Regions from separate parts of the Mus musculus genome. Here region 2 is linked to region 1. Evidence: chromatin contacts called from public promoter capture Hi-C data. All regions are on one chromosome and are shown on one strand. The core of a region is the stretch at or near the end of the contact, and the rest is flanking DNA. Distances in the headings are between cores, read along the strand shown.

The links. Capture Hi-C pulls out chosen DNA fragments and counts their contacts.
Region 2: a contact with region 1 is called in a promoter capture Hi-C map of liver, with 2.7 times the contacts expected there. The contact joins the promoter of Azgp1 here to the promoter of Col26a1 in region 1.

Annotation. Positions count from the first base shown.
Region 1 is chr5:136,881,479-136,884,657 of GRCm38.p6, forward strand. Col26a1 (collagen, type XXVI, alpha 1) reads right to left here and starts at 1,737. Exons shown (of 13, transcript NM_001346699.1): 1 at 1,372-1,737. The coding sequence starts at 1,529.
Region 2 is chr5:137,979,822-137,983,000 of GRCm38.p6, forward strand. Azgp1 (alpha-2-glycoprotein 1, zinc) reads left to right here and starts at 1,700. Exons shown (of 4, transcript NM_013478.2): 1 at 1,700-1,799. The coding sequence starts at 1,739.

The DNA of each region.
Region 1 (3,179 bases), core at 487-2,986:
ATATATTTGGGTGCGCTGCCTTTTCTTTGAGAATTCAAAAACCATTGAGACAGCGCTAAACCATCGGAGGAGGATAGCGCGCCACCTGGCGGTAGATGGAGAAGCAACGGACAGGTCCAGGCACTGAGGGCTGAGTGACCCCGCGCCTCCACCAAGCCCACTGCGGAGCCGTGGGATCGGGGTGGGTACCCTGTTCCAGTGTGAATTGGACAGCCAAACTTTCTTCGGCCGCCTCGACCCCCAAAGGCCGAATGGAATGGGCTCTCCAGTGTCGCCAGGCGACCGAAAGGACTCATGGCCTGGTAACTCTGGGAACTGTAGAACACAAAGCCAAGGCCGCGCAGGTGAGCCGGGCTACTCCGTGGGGACTGAACCCGGAGTCTTGTGAGTCCCGGGAGCTCCCTCTACGACTCCCGGATGCAAGTCGGTGCCATCTCCATTCGAAGCCCAGGGCCGATGGGCACAGGGCAAAAAAAAAAAAAAAAGGGAAAGGACGGGTGGGCGCGACCGGAGACCACCAAGTCTGAGGCCCCAGGTTTCCAGAACCCCTCTCACACAAGTTGGCTCCCCGAACTCTTTAGGCCCGGGGTCCCAGCAAATGATCACAATATCTATTCCCTCTCCTGCACCCGACCACAAGGCTCCTACGGTCGTGCGTTCCAGGCGTCCGTAGTCCCCAGGCCTGCGTCCTTAGCACTGGGCTACTGTGCCTCGGAGGCCACCCCACTGTTCCCCATCTCGCTTTCGGTCTCCGTGCCCTCAGGCCTCGTGGTACAAGTCCCGTGTCCTTTCTTCCCAATCACTGGACCACTTCGCCTCTTAGTCTCTGTGGTGCGTCCCCAAACACAGAGCACTCAGCAGGGGGTCACTGCGCCTTGGAGCGCGCACTGGCTCTAATTCTCACGCCCCCGTGTCCTGAATACCCCAACATCCAGCCACCACTCCTCGGAGTCCTCACTGTCCTTTGATCTAGTTCCTGCGCCCCCAGCCCCTAGCCATTACGCCTCAGAATCCCCACTGCCCGACGATCCAGCTCCGCGGCGCCTCAAACTCGATGCCTTTCGACCCCAACACCCAACAGACCTCAACTCCTCGGATCCTCTGTTGTCCCACGATCTGGCCCTCACGCCGTCGAGCCTCTGCTTCCTAACATTCGACCACCTTTTCTGTGGTCCAGTCCTTGGTCCGCTATCCCGCGTCCCCCAGCACCGGGCCAATGTTCTTCACAGCCCCTGATGTCGCTGGATCCAACCCTCCGGGACCCTGGCTCACTGTCCTGCGTTACTAGTACCCGGTCACGGCTCTTCCGAGCCCCCGCTGTCCCGGGATCCAACCATCGTGCCCCCAGGCCCGGCCACTGGCGTTACTCACCGGCGACTCGAGTAGCCGTTGCCGGGGGAGCCGGCGCCCTGCTCCGGGTAGCCGTGCTGCTGCAAGGCTGCTGCCGGGAACGGGTAGAGAAAGCCGGTGGCCAGCGCCGACCCGCACAAGCAGCAGCACGCCCATGGTAACAGCAAAACCAGCTTCATTTTGCACCGCTCTCCCGCGGGGACCTAGGGTCCCGGGAGCCGGGAGCCGATCAGGAGTGCCCCAGACCGCTGGACTGACCCTGTTGCCCCAGGCTGGAGCGCAGGGAGCTAGCCGGTGATGGCGTGAAGTCAGGGTCGGAGGTGGAAGTCGTCTTGGGGGGGGGGGGCGCCCACGCCTCTCCAGGGCCGCCTTTTCAAATTCGGCGAGGTGGGCTCTGCGCAGTCGAAGGGGGCGTGGGTCTTTCTTTTTAACCCTCAGCGGTCCAGGACTGAGGAGGTGGCTACCAAGCCGGGGGTACCCCCAGGGACACACATGTTTCCAAACACTAAATCTTACATTGTGGGCTCTTATACACATTTTGCACTTTCCATACCAAGGTGGAGGAGGATTTGGTCCCTCTCAGTACCCAGTCTTTGATCAAACACCGTGACACTGTGAGATATCACTATCTCCATTTTTCAGAGGTAGATCTTGGACTCAAGGAAAGTTAAGCAAGGTTCTGTGGTAAAAGTGTGTGCTACAGAAACCTGACACCCATATAAAAAGCCTGCCATGACACTTAACCCCATCCTTAGAGCCTCCAGCCCTGGGGCTTCTGACCGGGCTCAAGGTTCAGTGAGGGAAACCTTGAATGGAGGTAAGAAAACAAGAGGACTAGAGCCGGACACCCTATGTTACTCTCTAGCCTCAATTTACCCATGCACACGCGTGTGCATAAGCCCCCTCTCACACACACACTTAAGCCTAGCTTGTGTGGTAGTGACCCCTATAATCCCAAGGCTCCACATGCTGATTGTGAATTTGGGGCCAGCCTAAGCTTCATAGTGACAACAGTAACCCAGAAAGTACAAACGGGGTTCTGCATCTGATAGTAGCACCCACAGCACAGGCCAGTTGACAGCAATGTGGAATATTCTGGTCTTTCTCGTTAGTCACGGTGTGGAGGGAAGGTTAGAAGACAAGAGTATTTTCAAATCCAGGTGAAGAGGAGGCTGTGAGCTAACCATTTGTTGAATGTCGCCGGTATCCATGAGGCACACTTCAGATTCCTTTGGGAGGAGGCGCTGAACACCCCTCCCCATAAAGTGGGGGTCCTCCAAACCCTTCAGAGCCCGAGGGAGACATGGATGGGGGGTGTGAAAAAAGGTCCTAGGTCTAAGACGCGCATCCCATGAAGGGGCTATCTACTCTGTGAAGAGTAAACCCGGCCTCCGAGACCCATGAGAACTTGGGAAGGGTGGACATTCCACAAAATAAAACAGAGCCAGGCTGAGCACGGCAGTGCATATCTGCGATTCCAGTTCTAGGAAGTTGGAAGCAGGAGTATTGGTCAGCCTGGGCTACATCACAAGACTTGGTAACAGACAAAAGAACTAAGTTGGGATTGGAGGAACTCTCGGGAAGGGATGGGCAATTTAGGGAAGAAGGTAAAGAGAGTTGAGTGTGATATATTGGGGTACCCATGCTAGAAGGTACCTGTGAGTTATGTATCTATAGGACTATATTAGACCAGATAGCAAGTCAACAGAGTGGGTGGCTCACTCTTTCCTAACAACAGTCCTAAAGCCAGATGGTGTGGGAGACTATAATTCCAGCCCCAAGCAATAGGTACAAGACTTTGAATCCAGCCTAAACCATATAGTGAGAAC
Region 2 (3,179 bases), core at 450-2,949, 1.1 Mb after region 1:
TGACTCCTACAAACTGTCTTCTGATGCAGTGGGATGTATACAGAAAGAGAGAAAGACAGAGACAGAGACAGAATTATGATGATAGATTGTATATAGAGATAGATGGATGATAGATACATAGATAGATTCATTCATACATACATAGAGAAATAATAGCTATAAATAGACAGACAGGCAGATATTATAGATAGGAGATAGGAGATAAATACACACACACATACATACATACATACATACATACATACATACATACATACAAAGATTAAATATGGTATTAATTACTAATTTCTGTGACAAAACACTTGACAAGTGCAACTTGAGGAAAGTTTATTTTGGCTCATAGTTCAAGAACACACTCTGTCGTGGTAAGGAAGAAACAGTGGCAAGAACATGAAGCCATCAGCCACATTGCGCCTGCGGTCAGGAAGCACAGAAAGACAAGCTGGCATTCAGCTCACTTTCTCTTTTCCCATCTAGTCAGAGACCAGAGCCCATAGGATGGTACCATTCACATCCGGGGTGGGGCTTCGCATCTCAGTTAACCCCGGTCTAGAAAATCCTTTATAGAGACAACAGAAGCCTATCTCCATGATGATTCTAGACACTACCAAACTGGCAATCGTATTAACCTTAACATCATCCAAAGGGTGCAATGAATCCTGGTGCTCCATGCAATAAACCTGCTACCAAGAGAAACCCTGAATGAACTCCCTGGTTTAACTGCTCACACAGTGGCAATACATTACTACCTTCCTGATAGTTTTGCTGTAGATGACCCTTTAACTGAAGTCACCAGAGAATGTCTCCTTCTTTTCCTCCTGGGGGTTGGGGGGAGTGGCTCTTCTCTATGTCCCACAGTCTTCCCATTATCTAGGGTAAAGTGGCTACCTGCTTTCTTCTCTGCAGCTCTTAGTCTGGGTGGTCTTTGCCACCTGGAGCCTCCACTTTCAATGGCTTTCTAGCCTTCATAGCAAAGCTAGTGGGAGAATACACCGTTCAACCACATGAGTTCCAAAATTAGTGATCTTTAAAGTCAACTAAGAGGTTGGGATGTAGCTCAGTTGACAAATCGCTTGCCTAGCATGCGTGAAGTCCCAGGTTCCATCCCCAGCACAGCATAAACCGAGTATGGCAGCACAGGCTTGTAATCCCAGGTCCTGGGAAGTAGAAGGATCGTTATCAGCTACCCAGGAAGGCCAGCCTAGGACACATGAGACCCTGTCTCCGTTGGTCTATCATTAAAGTCTACTAAAAGCAAGGGGAGCTGGGGGGTGCATTTAGGTTTCCCCTTGGTTTCACAAGATGTAGTCTACTAGGTCCACGCTTTTGACATGTTCAAAACTTCTCTAGAAGGAAGAATTCATCTCTTCTTACATGGTCTTACAACACCCACATCCCCCTGCTGACACCAGGGTAGGAATGTCACAGTATAACACACCTTTCAGACATCTACCACTTACTATACAGACCTCCACTCCACTGGTATACTTTCATATGGGTGACACATATGATCCTTAGACTGGCTTTCTCTGCTCTCAGTTATCAGCTCCTGTGTGTGAACCCTGTGATCAAACCTCTGCCCAACCTGTTTGTGTGGCTCTTTTCATTGCTCTCTGGGGAGGAATTTCTTTAGCCTCTCTCATTGGCTGTGGAATCACCTCCCCCGGGCAGGATGCCAGACCTCAAGGCAAGAGCCTCATTTCCTGTGTAGACTGTTCTCCCGGGCACTACCGTAGCAATGGTGCCTGTCCTGCTGTCCCTGCCTCTCCTTCTGGGTCCTGCAGTCTTTCAGGAGACTGGTGAGTGGGCAAAACTAAGGAAGATTGGGAGAGAAGCAAAGGGAAGGCAGAAAATAAAATGTTGGGCCACACGAAGGACCCTTCATGTACCTGGGATTCCCATATATCCAGTACTTAGGGGTTTGTAACGTTGCCAATTAACTTAGTTCATGAATCTGAGAACGACTGGTGTGGCTCGGTTGAGAGGATGCTTGTTGTGGATGCAGGAAGCCTTCAATTCAGTCCTAAGCACCACATAAACCAAGTATCTCATGCCTATTATCCCAACACAAGGGAGCTAGAGGCAGATAGAGGTGCAAAAGTTCAAGGCAAGCATATGCTGTCTACTGGATTCTTTTTAAAAATCTTTCTTTATTGTAGGCTTCATGCATGCAGAGCAAGCACTGAGCTACACTGCTAGTCCTCAGCTCCACGGTCTTTAAGGTCTTACTTAACACAAGTCCAGTGACTTCCCGAATGCTTCTAGAAGGGTGAACTATGGTAACTGGCAACTTTGCAAACCCGTTACTACCATCATTGGGCTGGAGGTCTGTGTAGTAAATGGTAGATGCCTCTAAGGTGTGTTATTCTTACAGTGGAGTCAGACAGTGGACTTGACTATGGACCATACAGTTTCCTCTACTCTTCCCCTCCCTTTCTTCCCTGGGCTGAACACACTTGTCTGACTCTGGAGGGAAATGGAAGAGATCCCCGGGGAAAATGCAGAGGCAGGTTAGAAAACTCTATGAGGAAACCAGGACTTTCCTCTGTAGTGAGGTAAGGCAAGAGCCTCTAGGAGAGAAGAAGGAGGGAATCTGGGGGAGCCACATGAGTTCCAGGATGGGGGAATAAGGCTGTTCACTGCACATAAATTTTTGGGTGAAGATTCTTAAACCAAGCCAATTTTAAAACACTGGTACATTCTCAGAATGCTACATAACTATTTATTTATACCCGTTTATAATAAAGCATTGTATTTTGAATGTTAGGTATTTTCTAAAGGGGCTGGAGAGAAGACTTAGTGGTTAAAAGTAGTTACTGCTCTTGAAGAGAACCCGTGTTTAGTTCCCACACCCATGTAAGAGCTTATAATTACCTATAACTCTAGTGCCAGGGGATCTGTCACCCTCTTCTGTCCTCTTTTGCTACTGTACACATATGATACACAGACACGTGTGTGTGTGTGTGTGTGTGTGTGTATAAAATTTAAAAAATAAATATATATTTAAAATGTTAAGTATATTCTATACCAAAAATCTTCGTTAGTAAGGGGCCTCTAAAGAAACTAGTAGGGTAGATGCACAGATGGATGGATGGATGGATGGATGATGGAAAGATATGGACAGGCAATGGGTTAATGTGTAGATATATGACAAATACAAAGAGCAATAGATAGTGTCT